Linked DNA regions of Mus musculus: all the other regions are linked to region 3. The links are chromatin contacts, called in public HiCAR-type, HiChIP or PLAC-seq and promoter capture Hi-C maps. All regions are on one chromosome and are shown on one strand. The core of a region is the stretch at or near the end of the contact, and the rest is flanking DNA. Distances in the headings are between cores, read along the strand shown. Region 1 has its middle 13 kb from the start of Gm30215. Region 2 overlaps Pde3a (phosphodiesterase 3A, cGMP inhibited). Region 3 holds the start of Ldhb (lactate dehydrogenase B). Region 4 has its middle 20 kb from the start of Aebp2.

Region 1 (3,061 bases), core at 77-2,576, 1.8 Mb before region 3:
TGTTTCAAGACCCATCAGCTCCTCTGTGGGAGACGCTGAGGATTCAGATACCATTCACCCTGAGGCAAGCAGTGTTTCCCACCCTTGCAAAGATCCATTCCTTCTTGTTAATTGATTGGCATAGCACATTTCCACACAGGTGAATCCATCTGTGGTCGCTCCTCATGCAGCCTAAGAGCCCTCAGGTTTTCCGCGAACAGTGTGGGCATGAATGTTAAAGGCAAAGAAAGAGCTCTGGGCCATACCCACACTCACAGCCTGATGCTGGGAGGCCAGAGCTGGAGCCAGCCTCTCCGGTGAGCCTGTTTTCCGAGTCTGGCGAACTGAACACATGAGAATTCGTAAATGTGAATCAAGGGTGCCGAAGAGGATGGGAAAGCAAGATAGGATGGGAACGGAGTAGCAAGAGCATGTTAGGGGACTTGCATGGACGTCTGGGGTATTCCAAGAATGCTGTGGGCTAACGGGATTGTGGGAACTCCACTGGGAAGCTGCTGACTATTTCTGTGGGAAAGTGTGTTCCTGACTTTCAACTCTGGATGTCTGGGACGTGTCTCCACTGTCACCATTCCCGAGGGATTCACAGGAATTCTGCTCTTTGATGTCAAAGATGGGGGCTGCAGTCAGGCTCCGTACAGTAAGAACACATGGTGGATGTGAGCGTTGGTTGAGTTTTATCCCCGCGGAGAAGGGAAGTTTTCTAGCAATAAGAGTGGCATCTCTAGTGCCAGAATCCTAGTTATATGTATCCTATGGAAAGACAAGAAGCTTGGAAGCTGTTGGAATGGAGCCCAGAGCTCAGGACCGGGGGAAACAGCCAGAGTTCTGTTGCCTGTATGCGAGGCTTGGTTTCTTCCCGTACTGGCTAGGAATCTGTACGGCTGACAGTATCCCGACAGTATCTCCACTCCTGGACTATCTTCAAAGCCTATCCGGCAACAAGTGTGACATTGATGCAGTGTCTCATTTCCCTTTTCACTCTGGAGACAAGGGAAATTGGCTCTGTGCCTGGGCAGACCCTGAGAAGCTTTGCAAGCGGGCAAATCTCAGTGTGACCAGCACCTGGCAGGCTCTGCCTTTGCTTCCAGAGAGTGTTATTTCTCGGTGGTTTAATTGGTTAGAACCAGAAACCAAATATCTTACCTATCATTCATAGATTTAGTTTACAAAAACAAAAACAAACAAACAAAAAAACCCAATAAGACAAAAAACCAAACCAAACCAAACAAAACCTCCTGAAAAATAGCAACAGTGACTAAGCTTTTCCCAATACCACTGCCTGTATACAGTGACTTACATGCACTGAGAGCTGCATGTGATGTGTTTCATAAGTGTGTCTGGTGATATCACAGTGATGAAGTTGCCTGATGATGCGTTTCTCAGCACGCACCACCATGATCGAGTGACTCAATGCTGTATGAATTCACATGCACACAGAAATGGAAGGGTTAGGCGTTACAGAAAGAAGCTGAGTGGCTAGCCCCTCCCCTATTCTGTCTTTAGAAATGTAATTTGCTAGGGGCTGGGCTCAAAGGTAGAGCACTGGCTAGAACAGTACTGAGGCTGACTCTATCTTTGAATGGCGCTGTATACACGCCCGCATGCTTAGACAGCCTTCCTAGCTGAGGTGCTCTGTTCTCAGCACCTGTCTCATGGCCTGCACTGTGCATTTTACATTCAGGGGTGTGAGCACATGGGAGCCATCTGTGGGAACCATGTCAGAGGACTTCTACAGAAACTGAAGGTAGACCAGAGGCCTTTCCAATCGTGAGCTATACCATGGACTCGGGCACTTACCAGTAACAGAAAAGGACATTTGGGGGCTGGAGAGATGGCTCAGCAGTTGGAAGCACTGACTGCTCTTCCAGAGGACTCAGGTTCAATTCCTAACACCCACATGGCAGCTCACAGCTGTCTGTAACTCCTTCACACAGATTTACATGCTGGGAAAGCATGAATGCACATACAACAAGTTATGTTTTTTTAAAGGAAGTTATGACATTAAATGGAGGGGTAAATTCGTTCCATCTTGGGAAGTATGGACCATGATTTTGTTTCAAAGGACATGTTGGCCTCTAGTCAGGGTTGAGACTGCTGCTCAGCACCAGGTGGGTTTTTTCGGGTTTGTTTTGTTTTTTAATGGACTAGAATAGGTAAGATCTCACTGTTCTGGCTCTTCTGACTGGAGGAGGAGAATATGGACTGTAACTGTGTAGCTGCTTCAGGCCTTTAGTTGAAGACCAGCTTTGGGTTATATGAGCCACTGTCCCAAGGGGAGGGAATGAAAAAGATTTACAGAACTAAGGCTGTTGGCCATGATTGTTTAGGACTGAATTTTGGTGAGGAATGATCAAGATGACTTTGTACCCCCTCCTCCATCCCTCCTTTCCACCCCCTCCCTCTCTCTTCAAACACATAGACCACACTAGCTTTAACCTCACGGAGACCCACCCACCTGCCTTTGTCTCCCCAGAGCTGGGATTAAAGGTTAACTGGCCTAATTTTACCCCTTTGCTCTAAGAATTAATAATGGGCTGAGGTGGTAAACCCACCATTTGGGAGGCAGAGGCAGAAGCAGGTGGGTCTCTGAATTCAAGGCCAGCTTAGGCTATTAAGATTCTCACTCAAACATAAAAATAAATAAATAAGTAAATAAATAAATGAATGGATCACGAGAGCATCATACAGGAGGGTAAACTCAGCATACCCCCTGCCAGCAGGATGTAGCAGCAATGCTACAGTTTATCTTTGTTTTTATTTATTTACATGTATTTACATTTATTTATTTTGAGACAAGGTCTTGCTATGTAGATCTGGTGGTTCTGGTACTCATAGTGTATGCCCCCCCCCCAACTCCCCACCATTGGCCTTGAACTTGTAACTCAGTTCTCCTGAGTTCTGGGCGTATGTCCACCTCCCAACTCTTCTCTTTCCACGTTTTTCCTCTTCTCTGCCCCACACTTCCCATGAGTGAGGAATCTCTGACTCAAAAATGTGAAGATGTAAAAAAAAAAGTCTTATCTTTATTTGTGTATGTATGTGCACACATTAATGTAGATCC
Region 2 (3,318 bases), core at 487-2,986, 1.0 Mb before region 3:
CCTACAACCCCTGAAATGGCATTAGACTTTTGTTTAACACAGTCTCTTTTTATGGATGCCTAAGGCAGGCTAGGTGGCTGGTGAGCTTCCACAGTTTCTCCTCTCTCCACCTCCTGCTATTGATAGGAACACTGAGAATATAGATGCTGTGGTACAAAATCAGCTTCAAGTGGATGATGGATCCAAGGCACAGCAAGTGCTTACCCACTGAGCCACTCCCCAGTCTATTAGCTTTTGAATTGAATCAGGGAAAATGAAAATTTGGTTTCTCTCTGATACTCTGTTGCCAACCTATTTCTCTGATGTTTATAAAAGGAAATTATTGATTTTGGGATTCAGACCTAGAGCCTGAGATTTGAGATTCAAGAGTTATTTATTCATCTTTTAGTTTTTCTCTTTTGCTTTATTTCCAATTCAAGCAGTCAGCCTGCTGCTATGCTTATGAAGAGAAGTTTGCCCCTGGAATATAATAAAAGAGGTTTGTCAACTGAGCCTCTGATGAGAGTCTTCATGGATTGCCATTTAAACTCAAAGACATTAGTAGTGTACATACCCAGGCATGGGGAATTGAAGGATTTATTCCAAGACCATTATTTAGCAGGCTTAGCTTGCTCATCTAAGCTTGAGTGGAGAATGCTTTGTCCAAATACTGGACTAGCATGTTAACCTCCACACTGATAGGTTGTTCCCTTGCTCTTTCTGTTTTAGTCAAGTCTAGTAGAGCATCCATTGAGAGTTCTATGGATTCAGTTACACATGGCTTTCAGTAATTAACTAGCCCCCATACCCTGAAATTTAAAACATCTCTGCCACAACAATCAGATACTGTAGCTTTAAAAGTATGATCTGTTGGTGTACATGTTTGAGTGTATATGCATGTATGCATATGTATAGGAACATGTGTGTGCATGAAGGTACAGGTGCATGTGGAGGCCAGGGGTTAATGTCCACTTATAGTTTTTGAGGTAGGGTTTTCCTTGCGAACTTGAAGTTCATTTATTTGGCTAGGCTTGGTAGCCAGTGAGCTCCAGAGACCCACCCGCTTCCACCTCCCCAGATCTGTGATTGCAGAGGCATGTCACAAGATGTGTGCTCATCCTTTCACATGGATGCTGGAGATCAAGCCGAGGTCCTTGTACTGGCGCAGAAAGCACTTTACCCACTGGTCCATTTCTTGAGCTCCCAAAATTCTGACTCTGAAGCACCTTTGTGGCCTCCAAAATGATAAAAGTGGAGTGATATTAGCAGACTTAAACACTAGCCACAGAACAGAGTCATAACATTTAGTGAGGCACTTCCTCATTTTAATAAAGGAGAAAATAAGATTGACAGCCAACCATAAGCAACATGACATGGTGGTAGAATCAGCGAAGGCACCCAGGTTTCTTCATTTTTTACTCCCTTGCTTTTGAAGTCTTTGTAATTTTCATTACAGAATTCATAATGGCCGGGATGTTTACTTTGATTTAGCCTGTTCTTAGATTTCAGGGGCGGGGGTGGGGGGGTGGGGGGTGGGGGTGGGGAATATTAAATAGACACTGGTGAGTGAGTTGTGCAGTTTGCAAAACTTGGAGGTCTCCCTGGAAACAGAATAAAATGCTGCAGTGTGATGTCCAGAGGGAGGGGGCTTTTATCCCACCTCATAATTAAATCTGAAAGGTTCCTGGGGCGAGCTAAGAGGTTTCTAATGAAGTACTAAGCTGTGCTTGGAGTCTGCACCACGAAAGGCGCTTTGTTCTCCTTTCAAAAGGTTCCAGTGCTGAATAATTTGGCTCCCAGCGCTGGCTAGTTTCAGACCACCTGCAGATTCTAATCTACGCAAATTTATTTGGTACAAACTTTCTTCTACGTCACTTGGTTCAGCATAATTCCAGAGAGGTTTATTGCTAATGTTTAACAGCCATCAGAGAACAGCTGCTCTCCTGGGGCCTGCCCCTCGAAAGGGAAAAAGGGGGGAAATGGGGCTTTTGTTATCTTCTTCCCTGAAAATGTGCTCACACCGTGAGCAGTAGAGGGTTTCCTACTACTGTGATTCAAACCAACTTCTGAGTAAAAAGTCTATTCTGGGGCTAAAAAAATGGCATTTAAGGTTCTTTCGAAGTTCAGTTCCCAGCACCCACAATGCAAGCACTGTTTGTAACCCCAGTTTCAGGAAATGCAGTGCCCTCTTCTTGCTTCTGCAGGCTCTGCCCATACACGCACTCAAGTGGGCTTCCATACACACGCACATATACAAACAAGTCATTTACATTCATGACAGTTACAACAAAACTGGCGTAGAGAGCTTGGCCAGGAAAATAATTTTCCTTTACTTTTAAAAGTAAAGTATGCTCGTGTACTTTCTTTACTGAGGTAGGATATTGTGTTACTTTTCTCCCTGCCCCCATTCCTTCAAAAAGTGCTTAACAAAAATCAACTCAAGGACACCAACCTGCCAGCTTCCTCCTTTTTATTCAGTCTGGGACCCCCACCCACAGGATGGCACCATCCACAGTTAGGAGGGATTTTTCCTACCTGGAAGCTCCCTCACTGACACGCCCAGAGCTTTGCCCTTTCTGCTGATCCTAGGTCATGTCAAGTTAGCAATATTAGCCATGACGTATTTAAGTGATTGTTGTTGTTGTTTTGAGGAAGTAGCTTGTTGTCAGAGTTATTGCCTGTGCTCTGGCAGCAAGCCAGGCTAGGCCACCTTTATCAAATAAACCAATTAAAAGAACCAAATTAGGACTAGGATAGCCTAGCACATAAAAGTTCCCTACATAAGACTGATCCCAGAATCCAATATGTGAAAAGATGGTGGTGGTGAGGCTTAGCATTTATAATCTCAGCACAGAAACTAAGAAATGGGTGGTTGAGAACAGAAAATCGCCTAGAAGCTCCTGGCCTGCTAGGGCCGCACTCCTCCCTCCCTCCTTCCCTCCCTCCTTCCCTCCCTCCTTCCCTCCCTTCCTGGTAATGGAGAATGGGCCGCAACTTCTTCCTTCCTTGCATCTTTTCATGCTCTTTTCTTTCCTTAAGGCCATTTAACATTAGATTTCTAACAGCATTTTAGGAGTAAAGAATTATAGATCTAATGTGAACATTGGATATATGGTCACATCACCATTTTTCTCTCTATGATCACCTTGCAAAGGGATGGTCCCCAGGCTAGAACATTTATCTATATTATCTATATTGCAAAGGATCAGAGAACTGATTTCCAATCAGAGGCTTTCTAAAGTGAAAGTTCTGAGAGGAGGGAGACCAGGATCTGGAGGTAGGAGTTAGGGTGCGTCCCTGCGCTTACAATTCAGTCAAGCTAAGAGCAATAGTATCTTG
Region 3 (3,343 bases), core at 827-3,326:
ATGTTAACCAGCTAACTTATTTTTAAGCTTGTTTAAAGCCAATATGAATTGTAATTTTCATTACAAATAATTGTGGAAGACAAAGACTGATTTTTGTACTTAAAATCTCACAAAAGTTATGGCCCTGCCCTCCTGACAAAGTGTCTTCACAGAAAAGTTATCAATGTTAATAATCTACGCTGATTGCTTCCGTTTGTTTCTTTTTAGCGTGGTTCATCACAGCTGAGGCTCCCTATAGGTTCCACAGCCCAGCCAGTTCGTTCCCTTTACCTTCATTTTCACTTCTAATCTGTAAAGGGCTAAGTAACAAAACCTGGCTTAGTTAATGAACCCAGTAAGGAACCCTTAGTTGTCCAGAGTGAAGTACTTGAAGCAATCACAACTACTTTGCTCCATAACTTATTTTTGTTGTTTTAAAGCCTCCCTCCTAATGTGTACTGCTTCCAGAGCTATTTTAGAGATTTTAGAGGGTTATTTTAGCCTTAGAGAATTACACTTGTAGTTTTTTGGTGGGTGGGAAGATGAACTGCTGTGGGAGGGTTTGGACAAAGCACCAACCTTAAAATGAATCCAGTCAGGCCCTGTGTCTTAGGCAGTTTCAGCTGAGTAGCCTCAACAGTAAGAAAAGCAGAGCCTCCCCAAAGCCTGCCCACACCAAGTTTATTTTTGTTAGTTGGCTTAAAATCTGATAGGCTCCAGAGAACATTAGGAAGGCCTGGAGTCCCAACGTTTGGGAGGTGGAGGTAGGAGAGTCAGGAGAGGCCAAGGTCACCCTCCATCATCCTGGGATGCTATCTGAAACGCTGGAACGTTGAAGCTGTCCTGAAAACATTTTAAATCGCTTTGGGGAATTTCAAAAGCGGCAGTGTTGAAGATCCAGCAAGCACAGGCAGATATCTAGACTGAAGTTCAGCGTGTATTCTCCTCCCACCCCCACCTCCCACAGTGATAGAGAATGAGAAGAAAATAGTTTGCGTTGTAGCAAGCCTGTGTCAAATCAGGGAGTTGACTGTAGAGAGAAAGGAACAGGAAAAAACACCCTCGCCTCAGGGTGCCCCCACATTCCCATCTCCTGTGGATAAGAACCAGTGGTCTAGGTCAGAGGCTAAGGACGACTCCGCAGAGAATCACCTATGTTAACTCTTAATGCCCGGGTATGGCCTCCAATTTCTCCATTAAAACCAGTCATATCCTTCACCCTACCCCCGACCCCAGGTGCTGTCGGAGCTTGTTCAGTTCCGTGACACCCAAGCCACCTTTCCTCCTGTGCAAAGCAGGTCACGAGGGAGACACCAGCGCACACCTCGATTACGGTCTCCAGGGGGAAAGCCTAGGCTTCCACACTTAGCACAAGAAGTAAACAAAATCCTAGCGCATCTAAAGAGGCCCAGCAAGTACCCGGCTGCAGGGCGGGCAGCGTGAGAGGGGACGAAGCCTGGTGTTCCGGACCGAACTTTCCTTTATCCTCATTGCTAAAATAGCTGGGACCGTTCTCCATCACCAGGTGCAAGACCTTCCAACCTTCACAGGGACCCACCTAGACCTTGCTCGGTTCCCCGGCCACTGGGCGCGCTGCCCTGGCTTGCGCCCCAGGCTGCATCGCAGCTGATGGGTGATGTGCTAACTGCCAAGGACTTGAAGAGACTAGGTTTGACTTACCTTACGTTACAAGTCTTTCTATTGATAGCACACAGGCCCGAGACCACCCTGTGCTCAGGCTGTACCAAGGTGCAGACCGAGTCGGGAGCTCAGCTGCGCACCTCTGCTCGCTCGGCTTGCCACCCAAAACCACAAAGAAGAAATAGGTAGGGGCATGAATGCTCAGGGACAAAGGCCCCAAAGAGTGGATGTGTCGTACGTAGCTCCTTCCTCCTGTTCTGCCAAACAATAACACCTCTGCACTCCCTACTCCCACAACACACACCCTGATGTTCAGTTAAGTCAGGTTTTGGGATCCTGGATTCAGACCTACCAGAAAAGAGGAGGCTCTGCGGCGCGCTGAGGCAGGGGAGCCACTGCAAAGTCAGCAGGCTGCTGCTCTGCGGATCGCAGACTCCGGCTCTACAAGAAGGAGGAGGAGGAGGCGGGGCCGCGGCGCTCCAGCCTCCTAGCTTTCTCCATTGTGATTGGAAACCCGAGACGGGTCTATCCCTCCCCTCGGCTCGTTCAATCTCCTTCAAGGACAAGGCTGGAGTGTGCACGCGCTCTCCCCCGCTCTCTAAAGTTAGAGGTCACCTTCCGCTGAGGCACTTATTCCGTAAACCTGCCTCTCTGGCCTTCTGTACGGTCTCCATCTTGTGCTAATAGAAACCTATGTCTAGGTTGCATTCCGGCTCCACTTTAGAGCAGTCGCCTTGCTTAAGATGCTACTGATACATCACTCCAAAAGGCCTCGGAGCTTCTGAACTCTTTTCAGAAGTGGGGGTTTATACACGCCTGTTATCCCAGCACTGGTAAGGCTGAGTCCTGAGGGAAGTCAGGAGTTTGAGACCAGCCTAGGCCTCTCCATTAAGACTGTTTCAAACAAACAAAAACAAACTAACCCAGAAGAGAACAGATTTTTGGTCATTTAAAGTTCCTTCAATAAGACAGTAACCGCCCCTCCCCCTCTCCCCACACCTAATTCAACTAATAGCTGCCCAACAAGATCGAAGGTGCCTGATTTCTGCCTTTCACAGTTCCTCCAGGAAACTGCAAGGTCCCAAGAAAAAGCCTGGCCCCAGGGAGAAAAAATAAGAACCCTAAGAAAGATGTAACTTCCCTAGGAGTCGCTGAGCTGGTACAGTGTGTGTGTGTGTGTGTGTGTGTGAGAGAGAGAGAGAGAGAGAGAGAGAGAGAGAGAGAGAGAGCGCTTCGCATAGAACCCAGGAGCTCACAGTTTAGCAGGGAGTAGCATCCCCAGCCCTGTAATTGTCTTCCCACATTCTTAGCTCTTTGTCTCATCCAGCCCAGTGCCCGGTTCCTTATTCCAGCATGGATTAAGCAATCAGAAGTGTTGTGAAAATTTAGGGCAGTTGTGTTTTCTTAAGATAAAATTGTTTCCCCATCTAGCAAGCTCACTGGAGTTGCTGTGTGAGAATTTGCCTTTTGTTTTCTTTAAGTGTGTACCTCTTGTCAACGACTACTAACTCTATAAATAGAACTTCCCTCTGCCAAGCATTGAAGGTGTAAGTGTGAATATAACTGTGCTCTTTGGGTGCTGCCCTCTGCCCCAATTTTACTGAAAATTTGGGGGAGTCTGGGTAGAGCTATCACATTACTGGGGAGTAGAAGGAATTGTAGGAATTGAAGAAAAGGAGACTCTTTGATAGAGATGTGACAGGCAGCTATGGATGGGACTTTG
Region 4 (3,178 bases), core at 417-2,916, 1.9 Mb before region 3:
ATACGCATGAGAGATAGTTTCTCAGTATTTCTCACTTTGCCTCCTTGCCCCCCAAAAGACATTTGTAAGACTGAACCCAGTGGTCTACATACCCGTTACCTGTGTGTGTGTGGGTGTTTGTGTGTGTGTGTGTGTGTGTGTGTGTGTGTGTGAGAGAGAGAGAGAGAGAGAGAGAATGGGAAAGACCATCTGAATGCTTTTCCCTCTTAATTGTTACAGATACAAGGAGGATTTTCCAGGTTTGGAGAGGTAGAAACACAGCAAGCCGAAAGCATAGGGAAGAAGAATTCTACAGTAGGCCGAAAGCATAAGGCTCTATGCTCTCAGGAATAGGTACAAGCTTAGAAAGCCCAGCAGGAATGGTGGTGCAAATTCCAGCTCTGAGGAGGGAAGCAAGTCAGAGCCACGAAGAAATTGTAAATGAATTGTGTTATGTGGAGGAGGAGCTCAGACCATGCCATCATCCCATCTGCTGGCGTTACCTAAATCTTTGTTTGCTTGTTTTGTTTTTTGAGACAGGGTTTCTCTGTGTAGCCCTGGCTATCCCTGGAACTCACTCTGTACACCAGGCTGTCCTTGAACTCAGAAGTCCGCCTGCCTCTAACTCCCATGCTCCACCACTGCCCGTACCTAAATCTTTTTAGATAGTAGAAATTGAACCAGAAGATGGTAGTTTATGTCTTTAATCCCAGCACTGGGGAGGCAGAGGCAGGAGGATCTCATGTGAGTTCGAGGCCAGCCTCATCTACAGAGATAGTTTCAGAACAGCCAGGGTCACACACACACACACACACACACACACACACACACACACACACACACAAAAACTGTCTCCTGTCTCAAGCTTAAGAAAGAGGAAAGAGGAGGAAGGAGGACGAAGGGAGAGGCAGAGGAGGAAGAAGGAGAAGGAAGAGCAAAATAAAAACAGGTTAATATCCAGCCACTTAGATTGTCTTCTAAGTCTCAAAATAAACGAATGTGTCTGGAAGTTGAGGGGCACCCCAACCTCTACAGTTCCAGGGTTAGGAAACCACAGGGCCAGCGGAAGTTTCTCAGAGTTCTCCACTGATTGAGTGGTAGGTCAGTGGAGAAGGAAAGGCATTTCAGAATGTCTTTCCCATTTTCACACGCACACACACACACACACACACACACACACACACACACACACACACACAGGTTATGAATATGTAGAACGCCCGGGTTCTGTCTTACAGAGATTCCGATGTCTTTTAGGTAAACTATTGAAAAAACTGTTTCCTGTTTCTCTTCCCTCCTTCCATCCCCTGCGTTCTAGGAATTGAACTCCCATCATCAGACTTGATGGCTGATGCCTTTACAGACTGAGCTATCTTGATGGCATTTGGGGGGTGGGGAAGAGTGGCACGTGAATGGAGAGGTCAAAGGGCAACCTGTCGGTTCCCAGGCTTCACCCACTGGGCCATTTAAGGGGCTCTTGTGTTTCTTTTTTAATGTTAATCTTTCATTCCCATTTTAGCCTGAGCAGACCCCCAGGAGCGGCTTAATAAAAGGGAGATTAGCTCCTGCGGGAAGAATGCTGGCATTGACAAAACCTTGGCTTTCTGTTGCTTGTTACTATGTCTCAGGTAGAGGAGAGGATAATGGGCTGGCTGCGTTTCTAAAGAGAGCCTGGCCAAAGCCACTTTCTCTAACAAACTCTGTAGCCCTCAGGGGCTCCACCCTGCCTGACATACTCCATGCACGAACCTGGCTCTCTCTGTTGCCTGCTGGATCTTGCCTGCAAGGATGACAAATTATCCATTTGTGAAGCTCAGCCTTGCAGACAGGCTGAACGGGAGAGCTTTCAGCTGGAGGGACTGCTCTGGGATGGTGCATGGTAGCCCACACCCACAGTCCCATGCTTCAGAAGGAGGAAAAGGAAAGCTAAGAGTTGGCCTAGCCCAGAGGAGAGACTATGTGGACCCACAAGCACACATACATACATACACACACACACACACACACACACACACACACACACACACTTGGGGGTGGGGAATAGCTTTCCAGAATCGGCTGGCAGGACTTTTGGGTTACACCTTGGCTCTAAAACTCCAAATACCCCTCACTTCCCAGCAGCCATCTAACACAGACAAAGACTTATTAACTGGACATGGGCTCCGTTGTAATCATAAAAAGAGAAAGAAATATAAGAATATGTTCTATGGGAGTCGGGGGGTATGGGGGAAAGGAGTGCCTCACTGGCCCATGACAAGGCATCCTTTCCCCTGAGGGACCAGCCACAAGATGATACAGTATAGAATAGTTTATTCAGGGCATGGGGAGGGGACATAAGAGGGTAGTAGAGGCAGAGAAAGGCAGAGAGAAGGAGAGAGTAGAGAAGTAGAGGCCGGCCATGACCAGGTGGAGAGAGGGGGAAGGGAATGATGAGAGGGGGAGCAAGGGGGGCAAGAGGCAAGAAAGCAAGAGTAAGAGAGAGAGAAGAGGCAAGCAACCCCTTTTATAGTAGACCAGGCCTACCTGGATGTTGCCAGGTAACTGAGGGAGTGGAGTCCAGACAGAATACCAAGGGACTCAGAGCCATGGAGAAAACAGATAACTTGCTTGTCCCAATGTGTATTTCATTTAAAACATGTATGTAAGCGTGTCTGTGCCACATGTGTGCAGGCACCTACAAGATCCAGAAGAGGACATCAGATCCACTAGAGACTGGTGTTCCAGGTATCATTCTGTGCTTGACATGGGTGCTAGGATCCAAAATCCAGCCCTCCAAGAGAGCACTGAGGGCTTTTAAAACCTCAGGGCCACCTCATCAGCTCCTCACTTACACGTTTAGATATAAAAAAAGATGGCTCACTCGTCTAATCCTAGAGCCCAGGAAACTAAATCAGAAGCTTCGTCCCAAGTTTCAGGCCAATCTGGGCTACAGTGTGAGCTCCTGTCTCAAGCAGATACAATTTACAAGCAAAAGCAGGCAATGGCAGGTCCCTCCGTCCCCAGCATTCAGGAGGGACACAGAGGGCTTTATTAGCCCGCAACCCAGAGCAGGCTCTTCCCTTGGCACTGAAGCACAGGAGTAGAACATTTAAAAGGCGGAAGCCACAATGGGATTGTTGTTAGCTGGGTGTTAGGGGAACCTAGTGACATTTGGCTATGCATTCAGTAGATCTTTCAGTTATGCATTCAAGCCATGGTC

The links. Promoter capture Hi-C pulls out the DNA fragments that hold promoters and counts their contacts. HiCAR-type assays count read pairs that join an accessible place to other places. HiChIP or PLAC-seq counts read pairs in DNA pulled down with a chosen protein or histone mark.
Region 1: a HiCAR-type map of astrocytes shows a contact between it and region 3, with 4 times the contacts expected there. The contact joins the enhancer-like site here to the promoter of Ldhb in region 3. A contact is called at or near these places in 2 of 39 promoter capture datasets (embryonic stem cells and hippocampal neurons), 1 of 484 Hi-C or Micro-C datasets (CD4 T cells), 2 of 115 datasets of contacts at active chromatin or transcription factors (astrocytes and embryonic stem cells) and 1 of 9 other capture datasets (liver).
Region 2: a contact with region 3 is called in a promoter capture Hi-C map of stem cell-derived epiblast-like cells, with 6 times the contacts expected there. The contact joins the enhancer-like site here to the promoter of Ldhb in region 3. A contact is called at or near these places in 9 of 39 promoter capture datasets (the 3T3-L1 cell line, the C10 cell line, cranial neural crest and 5 more), 3 of 15 datasets of contacts at CTCF or cohesin (large pre-B cells, pro-B cells and stem cell-derived epiblast-like cells), 32 of 484 Hi-C or Micro-C datasets (the AML12 cell line, the AtT-20 cell line, B cells and 20 more), 7 of 115 datasets of contacts at active chromatin or transcription factors (astrocytes, bone marrow-derived dendritic cells, differentiating embryonic stem cells and 1 more) and 3 of 9 other capture datasets (adipose tissue, embryonic stem cells and liver).
Region 4: an H3K27ac HiChIP or PLAC-seq map of embryonic stem cells shows a contact between it and region 3, with 2.9 times the contacts expected there. The contact joins the enhancer-like site here to the promoter of Ldhb in region 3. A contact is called at or near these places in 8 of 39 promoter capture datasets (the 3T3-L1 cell line, 3T3-L1-derived adipocytes, embryonic stem cells and 4 more), 2 of 115 datasets of contacts at active chromatin or transcription factors (both in embryonic stem cells) and 1 of 9 other capture datasets (liver).

What each region holds. Positions count from the first base shown.
Region 1 is chr6:140,666,130-140,669,190 of GRCm38.p6, forward strand. It overlaps a transcript of Aebp2 not described here. Among named protein-coding and RNA genes, the nearest start is that of Gm30215, 13 kb to the right of the region's middle. Within about 2 kb of position 1,327, at least 68 of the 459 cell types and tissues checked have an H3K27ac peak or open chromatin away from gene starts, as enhancers often do. A contact at or near this core is called in astrocytes, where this site is marked.
Region 2 is chr6:141,494,040-141,497,357 of GRCm38.p6, forward strand. All of the region lies in intron 15 of Pde3a (phosphodiesterase 3A, cGMP inhibited), which reads left to right. Among named protein-coding and RNA genes, the nearest start is that of Slco1c1, 29 kb to the right of the region's middle. Within about 2 kb of position 1,737, at least 41 of the 459 cell types and tissues checked have an H3K27ac peak or open chromatin away from gene starts, as enhancers often do. A contact at or near this core is called in astrocytes, differentiating embryonic stem cells, embryonic stem cells and 3 more, where this site is marked.
Region 3 is chr6:142,505,881-142,509,223 of GRCm38.p6, forward strand. Ldhb (lactate dehydrogenase B) reads right to left here and starts at 2,077. Exons shown (of 8, transcript NM_008492.3): 1 at 1,973-2,077.
Region 4 is chr6:140,602,000-140,605,177 of GRCm38.p6, forward strand. No RefSeq gene overlaps it. Among named protein-coding and RNA genes, the nearest start is that of Aebp2, 20 kb to the right of the region's middle. Within about 2 kb of position 1,667, at least 21 of the 459 cell types and tissues checked have an H3K27ac peak or open chromatin away from gene starts, as enhancers often do. A contact at or near this core is called in embryonic stem cells, where this site is marked.